Linked DNA regions of Sus scrofa: regions 1 and 2 are each linked to region 3. Evidence: chromatin contacts called from public HiChIP or PLAC-seq data. All regions are on one chromosome and are shown on one strand. The core of a region is the stretch at or near the end of the contact, and the rest is flanking DNA. Distances in the headings are between cores, read along the strand shown. Region 1 overlaps CTIF (CBP80/20-dependent translation initiation factor). Region 2 overlaps SMAD7 (SMAD family member 7). Region 3 overlaps DYM (dymeclin).

The links. HiChIP or PLAC-seq counts read pairs in DNA pulled down with a chosen protein or histone mark.
Region 1: an H3K27ac HiChIP or PLAC-seq map of alveolar macrophages shows a contact between it and region 3. The contact joins two enhancer-like sites. A contact is called at or near these places in 2 of 47 Hi-C or Micro-C datasets (embryonic fibroblasts and epiblast stem cells) and 1 of 2 datasets of contacts at active chromatin or transcription factors (alveolar macrophages).
Region 2: a contact with region 3 is called in an H3K27ac HiChIP or PLAC-seq map of alveolar macrophages. The contact joins two enhancer-like sites. A contact is called at or near these places in 2 of 47 Hi-C or Micro-C datasets (embryonic fibroblasts and epiblast stem cells) and 1 of 2 datasets of contacts at active chromatin or transcription factors (alveolar macrophages).

Annotation. Positions count from the first base shown.
Region 1 is chr1:98,409,421-98,413,842 of Sscrofa11.1, forward strand. It overlaps CTIF (CBP80/20-dependent translation initiation factor), which reads left to right. Exons shown (of 12, transcript XM_013992850.2): 10 at 1-68. Among named protein-coding and RNA genes, the nearest start is that of SMAD7, 130 kb to the right of the region's middle. Within about 2 kb of position 2,186, at least 1 of the 83 cell types and tissues checked has an H3K27ac peak or open chromatin away from gene starts, as enhancers often do. A contact at or near this core is called in alveolar macrophages, where this site is marked.
Region 2 is chr1:98,518,572-98,522,885 of Sscrofa11.1, forward strand. The region is part of intron 3 of SMAD7 (SMAD family member 7); the gene reads right to left. Among named protein-coding and RNA genes, the nearest start is that of SMAD7, 22 kb to the right of the region's middle. Within about 2 kb of position 2,825, at least 45 of the 83 cell types and tissues checked have an H3K27ac peak or open chromatin away from gene starts, as enhancers often do. A contact at or near this core is called in alveolar macrophages, where this site is marked.
Region 3 is chr1:98,831,853-98,835,892 of Sscrofa11.1, forward strand. The region is part of intron 13 of DYM (dymeclin); the gene reads right to left. Among named protein-coding and RNA genes, the nearest start is that of DYM, 190 kb to the right of the region's middle. Within about 2 kb of position 2,054, at least 6 of the 83 cell types and tissues checked have an H3K27ac peak or open chromatin away from gene starts, as enhancers often do. A contact at or near this core is called in alveolar macrophages, where this site is marked.

The DNA.
Region 1 (4,422 bases), core at 936-3,435, 420 kb before region 3:
CCATGCGCAGCAGCACTGGCGAGCCCTTCCGCGTGCTGGTCTGCCCCATCTACACCTGCCTCAGGGAGGTAAGCCGCCGCCCGGTCCCAGGGCACAGGCGCTGCACGCACAGCCACACGCATCTCCTGTCTCCCATATGCCAGGAAAGCGTCAAGGCTTGTGCCACTTAAAATGATTGGTCTTTCGGTAGAGAGACTCGTAACTTCCCCGTGCTTGTTTACTCTAGCCAGGTTTTTATTTATGTACTGAGTTTATGTAGAAAGAAATAGTCGGGAGTTCCCGTCCTGGCTCAGCAGAAACGAATCTGACTAGTATCCATGAGGATGCAGGTTCCATCCCTGACCTTGCTCAGTGGGTTCAGGATCCTGCCTTGCGGTGCGCTGTGCTGTAGGGCGCAGATGCAGTTCATATCTGGCATTGCTGTGGCTGTGGTGTAGGCCAGCGGCTGCAGCTCGGATTCGACCTCTAGCCTGGGAACCGCCATATGTGGCAGGTGCGGCTCTAAAAAGACAAAAAAAAAAAAAAAAAGTGGGGGGAGGGAGGAATGGAGGAAGGAAGGAAAGGAGGGAGGGAAAAGAAAACTAAAAAATAAATAGTCCCCTGAAAGGAAAATATTACTATAAATGACTGTGGTCATTCATAATCTAGAACACTGCCTGCAGAAAGGAGGGGGGAAAAATTACTTGAAGGAACAGATCTTTGGACTGTAGTGGTTTACCATTGAATTATTTATTTTTTTAAAAAATGGTTCTTTCTAAATTTCCTCTGAAAAAGAAATAAATAAGGATAATCAGAAAACTTTTAAGGAGCAAGAAGTCAAGGGGAGTGCTTGCCCTGCCCATAATAACCCTATGAGAGGGGGTAGACTTGAAGGGGCAAACGTGGAAGCTGTTGGGTCCAAGTGAGAGGCTGGTGGCTCAAAACAGTCATGAAAGAGGAGGGGGAAGGCCATGTGCCTTCCAGTTGTATCTTTGTGTTAGAACCAGCAGGACTTCTGACCAGAGATACAGAGAAGGGAGGGAGCGTTCGGGATCCTCCTTTACCAGCCTGCTGGCACCGTTTCCTGGGATGAGGAAGCTGGAAGCAGATAGAGTGGGAATGGCAACCAGGAGTTTGGGTGGCCTGTTTTCCATCCCCAGGGAGCTGTCCCTCTGCTGCTCCAATGGAATTGTCTGATGTGTCTGATGATCCAGAAGAGGTTGGCCCTAGCGACACAGGCTTGAGCGTTGGGTCAGCGTGTACCTGGTGTTGGGGACCAGATAGGGTGCGCTGGGGGAGTGGAGGAGAGAAGGCTGGAAAGAAGCCAGGAGGGCGCCAATGGTCACAGCGCTCCTCCCTCAGGGGCGGGGCCAGACCACCCCTCCCAGGTGCTGTCCCCTCCCACTTTCAGCAGCTGGTCCCAAGATGTCAGGAGGAGCGACCTCAGGGGAATCAAGGGGACCGGGACGGAGAAGTGGCCGGGGTTTGGCAACAAGGAGGTCAGGGACCCCATGGTGTCAGTGGAGTGAGCGCAAAAGCTACCTCGGCAGCGCTGGGGAGTCAGTGAAGGTGAGGAACCCCATGCAGACAAGCTTTTGGAGAAGTGTTTCCGTGAAAGACCCCAGGGAGAGGGAATTGTCAGCTAAAGGGGAGGTATGCCATCAAGAGCCATTTTTTGTGCTTCTGAAAGGAAGAAAAGAGAGCAATTCAAGAGAAGGGAGGGGGTGTTTGTAAATGTTTTTGAAGCATTTATCAGAAAATAGCTCGTTGTCTCCAGACCGCGTGGGTGCACATAAAAGCAGAGCACACAGACCTCTGCTGGGTGTTTCGTGACCCCCTAAGCCTCTGCTACGCCACATCGCCAAAGTTTCTTGACAACTGTACTTGATTTCAGACTTGTTTCTCAGCTGCAGACAATGGCCTCTTCCAAATTGATTTCACTCAAACTGGCCTCAGTGCAACTGCTGCACAGAGAGGCCATGGCTATGCTTTTTGCATCCCTTTGGGATGCTTTGAAGGCAGCCCTCTTGGAGGCAGGGGGCTGGCCCGGATGGCCTTCGGGGGTCCTCCCATCCTTGGGTGAGTTGCCCTGCGCCCCCGACAGCCCACCTCCAGGCAGGGAGCAGCACTGTTCTAGGGCAGTGACCTGGATCACCCCAACATGTTTCCTCTGTGTGATCTGGGCACCTCTTGGTGTTGTTGTCACCTGCTCCCCCAAGCAGGAAGCAGGGCCCCAGCTGAGCACTGGCCCTGGCTGTCAGGACACTTCTGACGCCACCTGAGGTAGTGCGAACCTTCTGGTGTGAAATCCGGAAGGTGCCAAGAGGTCTGCACAGGCCAGAAATAAGGAGCCTCCTCTGACTTGTTCGCTGCAGTAAACTCTTGGGACAGGGTCACACAGACACCCCCCCCCCACACCAGGCTGACAGTAAACCAGAAGAGTAACTAAATCATCAGTGGCTTTCATCATTTCGCAAAAGAGGAAACCACCATCCCGTGGGCCAAGCTATCTGCTTGAGGCCGCCTGGGGAGACCCCTGAATTCTTAGAGTCCATCTCTGCCTCCTGTACCTTATTACCTCATACACTCATAAGCAGGCCTGACCCCTGTCCCCAAAGCAGGTTGAGCCAGCTCTAGGAAGTTTCTACAAGCCATAGTCACTGCTGCTGCCTTTCTCCATGAGGGGCAAGTTTAGGCTCTTCCCCAGGGGGCCACGCAGATGGCTGACCCCAAATGTCCAGGGCCCGCCTTGCCCTGGGGTCCTCCCAACTCTCTGAACCACCCCCAGGCTGGCATCTCCAGCTGCCCACTAGGCACATCCCAAGTCAAGCCTGGAGCCCTCCCCCAGGATGTGCCTGTGGTGCCCCAAACCTTCCTGTTCAGTCCCCATCCTAATGTGGCCCAGCCTCAGCCCCAGGACACCCCAGTTGCTCCCCTGCAGCCAGGCGGGGACATCCCAGTTGCCTTTTCTCACCATCATAAGACGTCCACTCCATCCTCTGCTTTGGTACCACCCCCCATGGCATCCCCTGCTCCTCCTCCCTTGATGCCCCAGAGTCAAACAGAGACCCACCATCCATCTTGGTACCATCTTTGGAACAAGTCCAGGGGAAGATATAAAATCCTCAGTCTTGGGGACTTCTTGCTCATGGAGGTCACTTTCACTGCACCCAGGGCTCACTCAGACTGAGCATGTGCTTAGACCCTGAGCCCCTTCAGGCTGGAGGACACCCAGCTCTGAGATCCACCCTGCCCCAGAATGACTTCCCCGGGCATTTCCTTCCACACTCTGACCTAGTTGAATTAATGTTCTCTCGGTCACTCAGGCTTGAAATCTTGGACCCCATCCTTGGAGTCTCTGTCTTCCTGGCCCTGAAACACCTCCTCCCAGGCCCAGCTCAGGTCACCTCCTCTGGAGGTGCCCCTGTCCCCACCCCCAGCCAAGTACACCTCCGAGGGAGGCAGTGCATCCCATCCTTTTGACATCACCCTGTGGTATTTTTTAGTAATGACAATAGCATGCTGGAAGGCATTATCCAAAGCACTTCATGCCTTCATTTGTCTATTAACTCAAGTGACACCCTAAAGATTTTTCTCCCCATTTTCCAGAGAACAGAGAGGTCAGGCAGCTTGCTCACAGCCACACAGCTAGCGGGCAGCAGAGTTGATATCAGAATCCAAGTCTCCGTTCCTAACCACCTCACAAACAGAACGTGAGCTGCTCTTATTCTATTCTCATGCACACCCAGTGCCTGCTCAATGGTGGAAGCCAAGTAGATCTTTGTGGAATTGATTCTGTTTTTGCCATAAATAGCATGTGCCAAACAGAGATCCTTCTTTGAGGGATGGAGAGGAATAATTTATTCTTCAACGAGCTCTTTAATTAAGAGCAAATAGTTTCTGCCAAGGTGATTCTCCAAATGATCGAAGAGTACTTTTGGTGACCAGACGCTGCATGAACCTCCTTGCCCTCCTGTTTATACCTCATATTTGTCTCATGCACTCTTTTTAATTTTTGGTTATTGTTTTAAAATGTTTCATGTGGTAACAACACTTAACATGAGATCTACTCGCTTTGATTTTTAAGTGTATCTGTAGGCACAATGGTGAGAGCTCGTGTAAATGGAAACATGTAGGATTGTCCTTCCATGACTTCCTGTCACACTGGGCATAATGTCTTCCAGATTCATCCATGTTGTCTCATATTGCAGAATTTCCTTCTTTTTTAAGGCTGAATAGTATTCCATTGTGTGTAAAGAGCACATTTAAAATCTCTTCTTCTGTCAATGGACGTTTAGGTTGTTTCCATATCTTGGCTGCTGTGAATAGTGTTGCAGTGAACATGGGGGTGCTAGTATCTTTTCAAGATTTTAATTTCCATACTTTTAGAGAAATACCCAAGAGTGGGATTGCTGAATAATATAGAAATTCTCTTTAGTTTTT
Region 2 (4,314 bases), core at 1,575-4,074, 310 kb before region 3:
CAGGGCCTCAATAGTACTATTTCTGGTCTTCAGCTTAAGGAGGCAACCAGGAGGCCAGAGAGGCAGAACTGTTTTAAGACACCCAGTGGGATTCTGAGAACACTAGAAGTAAGGCCGTCTGACCTGAGCTTACACACAGAGGGGGTGCTGATGGGGAGGGGGTCCCTGAGATCCTGACTTTTCAGGACAGGGACACAACTGAGAAACCAAGCCAGCCCAGATGGGGCCACAGCAGCTCGCACCCTCGGAATCCAATGAGCCCCATGGCCAGGGCTCAAGGTGGCTGGACTAAAAGATGGGCAAAGGGAGGTGGGTCTCAACCCGATCTCATCTCTGCAAGGCGCTTGGATTACCAAGGGATTACTTCTTTTATCCAACCCTCTCATTATCCAGCAGTCGGGTGGGTCTTCGAGCCCCTTCCCCAGTGGTCCTGCACAGCAGCCGGCTGGGGTGGAGCCGGCGGAAATGACTGCCTCACGCAGGCTGATGAGGGCAAACGAAGGGCACAAATGCAGACTCAGAAGTACAACCCTGGAACGCAAACATTGCCACGCCTCACCCTCTCAGGTCCAGGGTCCTCCCTCCTCGGGACTCCCGGCGCCACCACGGTTGCCTCATCCGTCCTGCCCCCTCCATCACTCATCTCAAAGGTTAACAGCACCCGTCAGCCCGGCTCCCCACCCCGGTCAGGAAACGGGCTGTTCTGAGAGCAACCGGCCCACTTCAGGGACAAGGACTGAGATAAAAGGACTCGGTACCACTCCGTCCTATCGACTCTCTCATCTCAAATACAATTAACAAAGACTCTTGTTGGGCTCCAGTTTTCAGGAAGCAAATGACCGAAAAAACTAAAGCAAACATAAAACCAGGCTGGGGTGTCTGGGCTCCGTCTGGGCTCCGGGGTCAGCTCTCAGCCACGTTTGCCACCCCATCCGGGACACAAGCAATGACGCCACCGCCGCTCCCTCGGGTTGTCGGGGGAGCAAAGACAGCTCTGGGGTTCAGAGCAAGCAACCCGGGTTGTGTGTGTGGGGGGTGAAACAACCTCACTCTCAGTTAACTCTGTTACCCAGAAAATGCGCAGATCCAACCCATCACTACCACCTGAGCTCCTTGGACAAATGGAAGGGAGAATGAATTCTGGCTGGTAGAAAGCAGGATGGAAAAGTTGGATTTTTTTTTTTCCTTCAGAGCTCTGCAATGCGGGTCCGGGTGGCTGGGCTAGGGGGCAGGCAGGGGGTGGCACAGGTTCTTGCCTTCAGAAGCCAGGGTGCTTCTTCAGGTGCCCTGGCCCCAACCAGCTGAGCTTCCCAAGTCTCACTCCTCAGGGAGCCCCACCCCTCATGGGTGGACCAGCTATGGAACCAGACACCCCCTCCTCAAACCTGCTTCCCCAGGGCACCTTGGCAGTGACTTGAGCTCATCCTTGAAATGAAGCTCACAATGGCAGCCTCACCGGCTGTTGTGATGTGATGAAAAGCAGCCAGAGGGCCAGGCCTGAGCTGCAGCTTCACTGGAAACTCTCAACTCTTAGGGGGCATATCATCTCTTAGGTTCGAGAACGCTCGGAAAACGCTGACCACACTCTTCGCCCCCCTTACCCCACCCCAGGTGGGAGAATAGTTCTGCGCTGGTACTTAAACCTAATGAGCCCTTCTGGCAGATGCTCACAGAAAAGGCACGCTGTGAGGCAGCACAGCATCACCATCCATATGTTAAAGGAGGGGAGACAGGCACACATCACCTGCCAAGAACTGGGTTCGAGGCCCGTGTGAGCTGTGGGTGGGCAGCCACCTCAGGCCCTTAAAGCCACCAGCCCTCTCCAAATACTAGAGATTCAGATATGTGTCCTCCAGAGCACACTTTGAAAGTGTTACACCTACTGTGGCCCCGAGTGTGGGGTTCAGCTCCTTCACACCAAGAAGCCAAGAGAGTGAAAGGGCTTCTTTGCCAGCACGCTGCTGCTCTGTGACCTTGGCCAAGTGGCTCTGCCCCTCCAAGCCTCAGTCTGACCTGCCCATAACTACCAGGCAGAGGGGCTGGGGTAAAACAGCCCCAGGGGCCCTCTTCTGCCTCTGATGGGTCTCTGGCTATACTTTGGGATTCACAGATGTCTCTGGTCAGTAAGAAACATCGCCGGGTCCATTTCTTTTTACTACCTTCTAGAGAGGCAGAAAATCACTTTGGGGAGCAGGGCACCTTTTTGCATTTCATCTGCAACCATCAAACAAAAACAAAACCAAAAGGCAAAAGAGATGTGAGTCAGAGTTTGCTGTGTCCATCTCTAAATCAAACTTTACAAAAACTTTCAGTGAGTCTACAAACATGTTCTTTCTGTCTCAGGGGAAGGCGAGCCCCCTCCTGGGGTGGGAGGGGGGTCTCCTGTGTCATCATCACACTCCCAACGCCCACCCAGGCTTGGTGCCCTAAAGTTCCTCACCCACCATCATCCTCCTTCCTCCTGCAAACTCCCAGAGCTTACATATTTGGCAGATCCTGCTCATCTACAAGACTGATTCGTGACTGTGTCTTACAAATTGTGATGAGTAATCAGTTACTAGAGCTAAAATGTACTTCCCTGCTCCCCCAGCGGGCCCCACCCCCCGCTTCCTGAGCCCCTCAAACAGCCCAAGTCTGAGGCCCCCGAGCCCCCGGGGTCCCTCCTAAGAGCAGTGTTTTGCCATCAGAGGATATAATTGAGGGTAGCGCCGGGCAGGGGAGGGAAGCCACACAAATCAAAAGCTCCCATCTGTCTCGCCAGCCGGGCTGACGCGGCTTCCTGCGCCCCAGCCTTCAGCCATGCAAATTATAGCGTGTACCCGGCTGCCTGCCTTCTGAGGAGGCCAGCTCTGCCCGGCTCCGAGAGGCCTCAGAGGAAGGGTGGGGACACCCAGCCCGGCCAACTCCATTCATAATATTTACAGTAAATGGGCCTCCCTGGCTGTTGGTTAGTGTGCATCCAGCCTCATCACTTCTCAAGTCTGCATTTCAAGTTTCTTCCACGCCACGGGTGCATCACTGAGTTCCCGCTGCCACCCCCAAAGAGCTGAGCAGCTCCATTCAGGAAAGAGGCTCAGACACTTGCACACACAGAGACCGCCCCCCCCATCTGCTCACCTGTCCACACCCCCAGGTAGGATCCTGGCCACTCCCAGGAAGACATAACAAGGAAGGGGAACATCCCACAACAGAAGGGTGTTCAAGGATATTCCCGTCACATCTCTAACCCACCCACCTCCCACCTGCAGAGTCTAGAAATCCCTCCGAATTCCACACCTGGACTCCCAACTGGGGCTGCGCTTCCACTTGCAAAGGCAAATCCAACCGAAGAACCTTCTCTTAAAGCGCTAGAAAGTCCCTCATTTTTTTTTTCTTTTTCTTTTTAGGGTGGCACTGGCGGCATATGGAGGTTCCCAGGCTAGGGGTCCAATTGGAACTACAGCTGCCGGCCTACACGCAGTCACAGCAAGATGGGATCCAAGCAACCTCTTCGACCTACACCACAGATGACGGCAACACCAGATCCTTAACCCACTGAGCGAGGCCACGGATCGAACCCGCAACCTCATGCTTCCCAATCAGATTCGTTTCCCATGCGCCACGACCGGAACTCCTCCTCATTTTTTTAAATTAACATCCCTCTTCTTTTTATTAACCATCTATAAGTATGCTGCTACATGTTAAAGAATCTTAATAAACACAGCTGCATAATAAGCCACAATGTGCCGAAAGACACAACTCCCAGAGGTACAGAGCAGTTTCTGCCTGGTTCTGCGGGTCTAGGGGCTCTACTGGAGCTGCTTTTTTGCTGTGGGCCTCCATTTTTTTTTTTATTAAAATATAGATGACTGACAATGTTTCTTCAAGTTCTGTTGTACAGCAAAGCGACCCAAGCACACACATGTCCCTGTGCTGTAGCATAGGATCCCAATGACCATCCATTCCAAACATAAGTTTGCATCCAAACCCCCCACAAATGGGCCTCGATTTACTAGAGCCCCGCGCTGCCCTGACCTCTGGCTCCCTGAAAGGTAAGACAGCCTCAGACGCAGGCCCTGCCCCCACCCCATTCCCCCCACAGCTCCACTCAGCTCAACTCAGTTTTTTCTAGAGGGTAGAGAAATCGTCCAAAGATGTGGAAAAATACAGTGAGAAACAAAAGTCCTTTTCATCCCTCCCCTCCCCCAGCTCCCCTTGTTCCATAACAATTATGAAAACTGTTGGTTGGGATGGCATTTTGAACATTTACTGCATTCCGGCCAATAAATTCCAGCGCAGGATCTGATGGAAAAGCCTTCGCTCTTGGGCCAGCTC
Region 3 (4,040 bases), core at 804-3,303:
AGCAAGAAAAGGGAAGTGGGGAGGGGCAACATAGAGGTAGGGGATTAAGAGGTTAAAAGCTGTTATAAGATACAAGAATAAATTACATAATGTAAGGAATATAGCCAATATTTTACAATAATGATAAATGGAGTAAGTTTTTTAAAATTACAAATCATTATATTATACACCTATAACATATTAATATTGTACTTCAACTATGCTTCAATTTTTTAAAATGCGGGGAAGCAACAAAAAATAGGCAGATAATTTGGATAGCACTTACATGATGTTTTTGTAAATGTACTTGCTTGATTTTAAAATATTTGTTATAATCAGTTATGAAGTTGGTAGGTAGTATCTATAGGATTACACTATTTTTAATGGACAAATTTTATTTCCAAGAGCGTTTTTGAGAATCTTAACTTTGGAAACCTGACCACAGTTTATAGAATCTCATTCTCCTTTGTGAAAACAAAATAGTTTAAGGCATTTATTTTTACATACTATCAAAGCAAAGGGAATAAGGCGCTTGAAAATAATTTTTGCAAAGCTTTGTAAACACTAAGTAAGGATCATATGTACCAAATATCTAAAAATATTACACTAAGCGGATGGAAATTTACATGGTACTCATTAAGTTTTAACAACATCCCTTGTTTTAAAGATGATGCTATAATATACATTACAGGTATGGACAAACAAATCAATTTATTAGAGCCATTCCTTTTTACGTGGCATATGTATTTAAAAAGCCTTCTGACTTTGGACAAGGCAACTATTTTTTAAAAAACGTCATCATGGTTCTCCACTGCAGACATTTGCTCTAAAATGCCCAACATGGCCATGCAGGAATGTAGAGCCGGCTTGGTTCCCAGCAACGCACAGTTATGCTATATGGCTTGAAGTTGTATTTCAACGTGTTAATAGCATGTTGCTGTCTGCCCTACTTGTGGTCTAATAACAAGGTCTAAAAAACCACAAATACAGACATTCATTTCAAGCTCCTCTCTAACACTTTCTTTCCAGGAACTTAAGAGTTCAGAGGAAGGGAATGCTGACGGAAATTTCATAAGAAAAGAAAACTTACTTGAAAACAATTGCTTGATTGGATTTGTTTACAATTTATATTCTCAAAGAAACATTTCTATATGTCATTACCTTCCTCCTTGTGTCAAGTGGAGTGGTAGATTGACAGAGCATACATTAAAATGATGACACCCACAGATGCCAAATTGGTTCCAGTGGAGGTGGAGTTGATTGAAGGAAAAAAGACCCAAAGCACATGATCATTATAGAAATAGCTATCAAAGAGAGCTCAGCCTGAGAGTCTTTAAACTTATCTTTATACATCATCTTCTGAAATTAAGAGACTTATTTCTAAAAATCTAGTCTTCAGGGGACATTAATAATGACTATATACTAGATTCAAAACTGTCCTTCAGTGCACACACATCAGTCTACACTAAGTAATCTGGGGTACAAACACTAAGGATGTAATGGATAGACTGGGTTCACAATGAAATAGGTACAAAATAACATATTCAGTACATCTTATGACCATCAAAAAGCTTGCTCACTTCTAAGATCATTATATTTTACAAACTCAACAAAAAAGGCACAAAGATTTATAGCTACTGTAAAATTCTGAAAAAATGTGAGTTCTCAGACTTAATTCTCAACATACGTGCCACAAGTATTAGATCAGTGAAATTAGACAATCTGAAGCCGTGAAAAAAAGCCAATTTCTGTTGAGACTGATTAAATATTTATGTCGCACCTTTCTACAGCAGAGATGGAAAAATACACGCAAGATAAAATGCTATATGATTGTAAGAGTTGAAAATCTATTAAGGGCATTAAAAATAAGAACAAGTCTTCATGGCTAAAAACTCTTTCGGAGACTGTCTTGGAGTCATTTTTCAGTGTGGTCATGGATATACCCTGAAAAGAGCCGCACTCCCTCATCCTTTCACCCACTTTAGTGGGCGTGGTGACACCCACTAAACCCACATCTGTGAGCTGGCGGGCCAGGACGATGGGTGCTGTCTGTCAAGGAATGTGGTCATCGCAAAACGGAAGAAGCTCACTGGCGTAGGTGGGTGGAGATGAAAAGTGTAATCTTGGTTTCACCCGCTCAACGCTCTCATCAGCCTCACAAAAGTATCAGCCTTACTGCCACAGTAACTGACAGACACACCAGCACACCTCCTTCTGGTGGAAAAGATGGCCATGTGTTCCTTGCCTCTGGGTCCTTGCACCTGTTGCCAACTACCTGAAGATGCTCATTGCATCTTCCTGAACTTTTGGCAAACTCCTCTTCCTCCATTCTGTAAGCATGACTCTCCTGTAAGGCTCTCCCTGACTGCTTCAGGCTCACTTTGGTGCTTTCCATTCTAGGTTCCCATTTGACTTGTGCTTACTGACAATATACAACTTAAAACGTGTTATTAACTGTCTTCGCATCTATCTTCCCTCTCAACCACAACCTTTCTGAGGGCAGATCCTGAATGTTTATATCTGTTTCCCTAGCACCCAGCACAATGACTGTCATTAGGCAAGCACAGTATTTACTGATTCACTGGAGGAAGACTGACAAAAATTAATGTTCCATATTCAATGATCCACAGGTTATTCTGTTTATGAGAGTTTGGGTGCATTTATACTACACTGACAATCCCACTGTAGGCTGGGCTGGGATTCAGAGTCATAACCATAAACATAAAATTACTTCCTTCCTTAGGAGAGAGCAAAGGTCTATAAATCACTGGCAACAGGAACTTACATAATAAGGACTTAACTGCTAAATTTTTTTTTAGTTTTAAAAGAATCCCATGATTTGTCCACTTTGTACAAGTGCAAAAGATTTAATTGTATTAATCACCCTCCCTAAATGAACAAAAACTTTTTATTTTCTTTCTATGGAATAAAGAACTGGGATGACATGATTAAGCTCAGAGCTGGCCATCCTGAAATAGTTCTGAAGACCTTACTAGCTATCACTTTGTTCATTCTATGAAAGTTTGTTCATTCTATGAAAGACTTTATGTTATTTTGGATCAAAATTAGCAACAACCTACCTAATTCTAGAACTAGATGCCTATGAAAGGCTTCATATCCTTTTTAACAGAAGTTATAACTGTTGGATATAGGAAATGGCAAAGATGGGATGAAAAAGATCAAAAAAGGGGTTTAAAAAAAAAGCTTACTATGGAAAGACAGACATTCCAAAGTGCTTTGTTTTTACGACAATTCACAGAGGGGAAAAAACAGGGTACAAGAATGATCTATATCATGATAGAAGCTATTTAACTTATTTACCTAGCATCTGAATAAACAGCTCTGTGACTCATCTCTACTTGGTATGTAACATACAAGGAAATTAACTAATGGTTACCCATCAGGCAGCTTATAATGTAGTTAAAGATTCAAGATATAAAGAGACTAAAAACTAAATGACAAAAGCCAATACAATTCAATATATTTGTTAATTGACAAAGTAATGAATCTATGACAAAAAGCGGTAAAGAATAGGGACAGAAGAGATGACTGTAGACTATAACAAGTAAGTATCAGGAGAAGAATCTTAAGTAGGTATTATGGATCCAATTGTATCGTCCCAAAAGACATGTTTAAGGCCTAACCCTTGGTACTTCCAGATGTCACTTATTTGGATACAGAGCTGTTGCAGACATAATTATTTAAGATGAGGTTACACTGGAGCAGGGTGGGCACTTAATCTAATATGACTGGTGTTCTTATGAGAAGAGAGACAGAAACATACAGGGAGAAAATGGCCATTTGATGACAGAAGCAGAAGCTGAAGTGATTCATCTGTAAGCCAACTAATGCCAAGGAATGACAGCAAACATCAGCAGCTAGAAGAAGAAAGCAAGTATTATACTTCTACAGGTTTCAGAGGAAACGTGGCCTTGCTGATATCTTGGTTTTGCACTTTTAGCCTCCAAAACTGTGAGCCTGTGATAAATATCTATTGTTTTAAGCTCCCAGTTTCTGGTACGTTATTACAACAGCTGTAGGAAACCAATACAGTGGGCAAG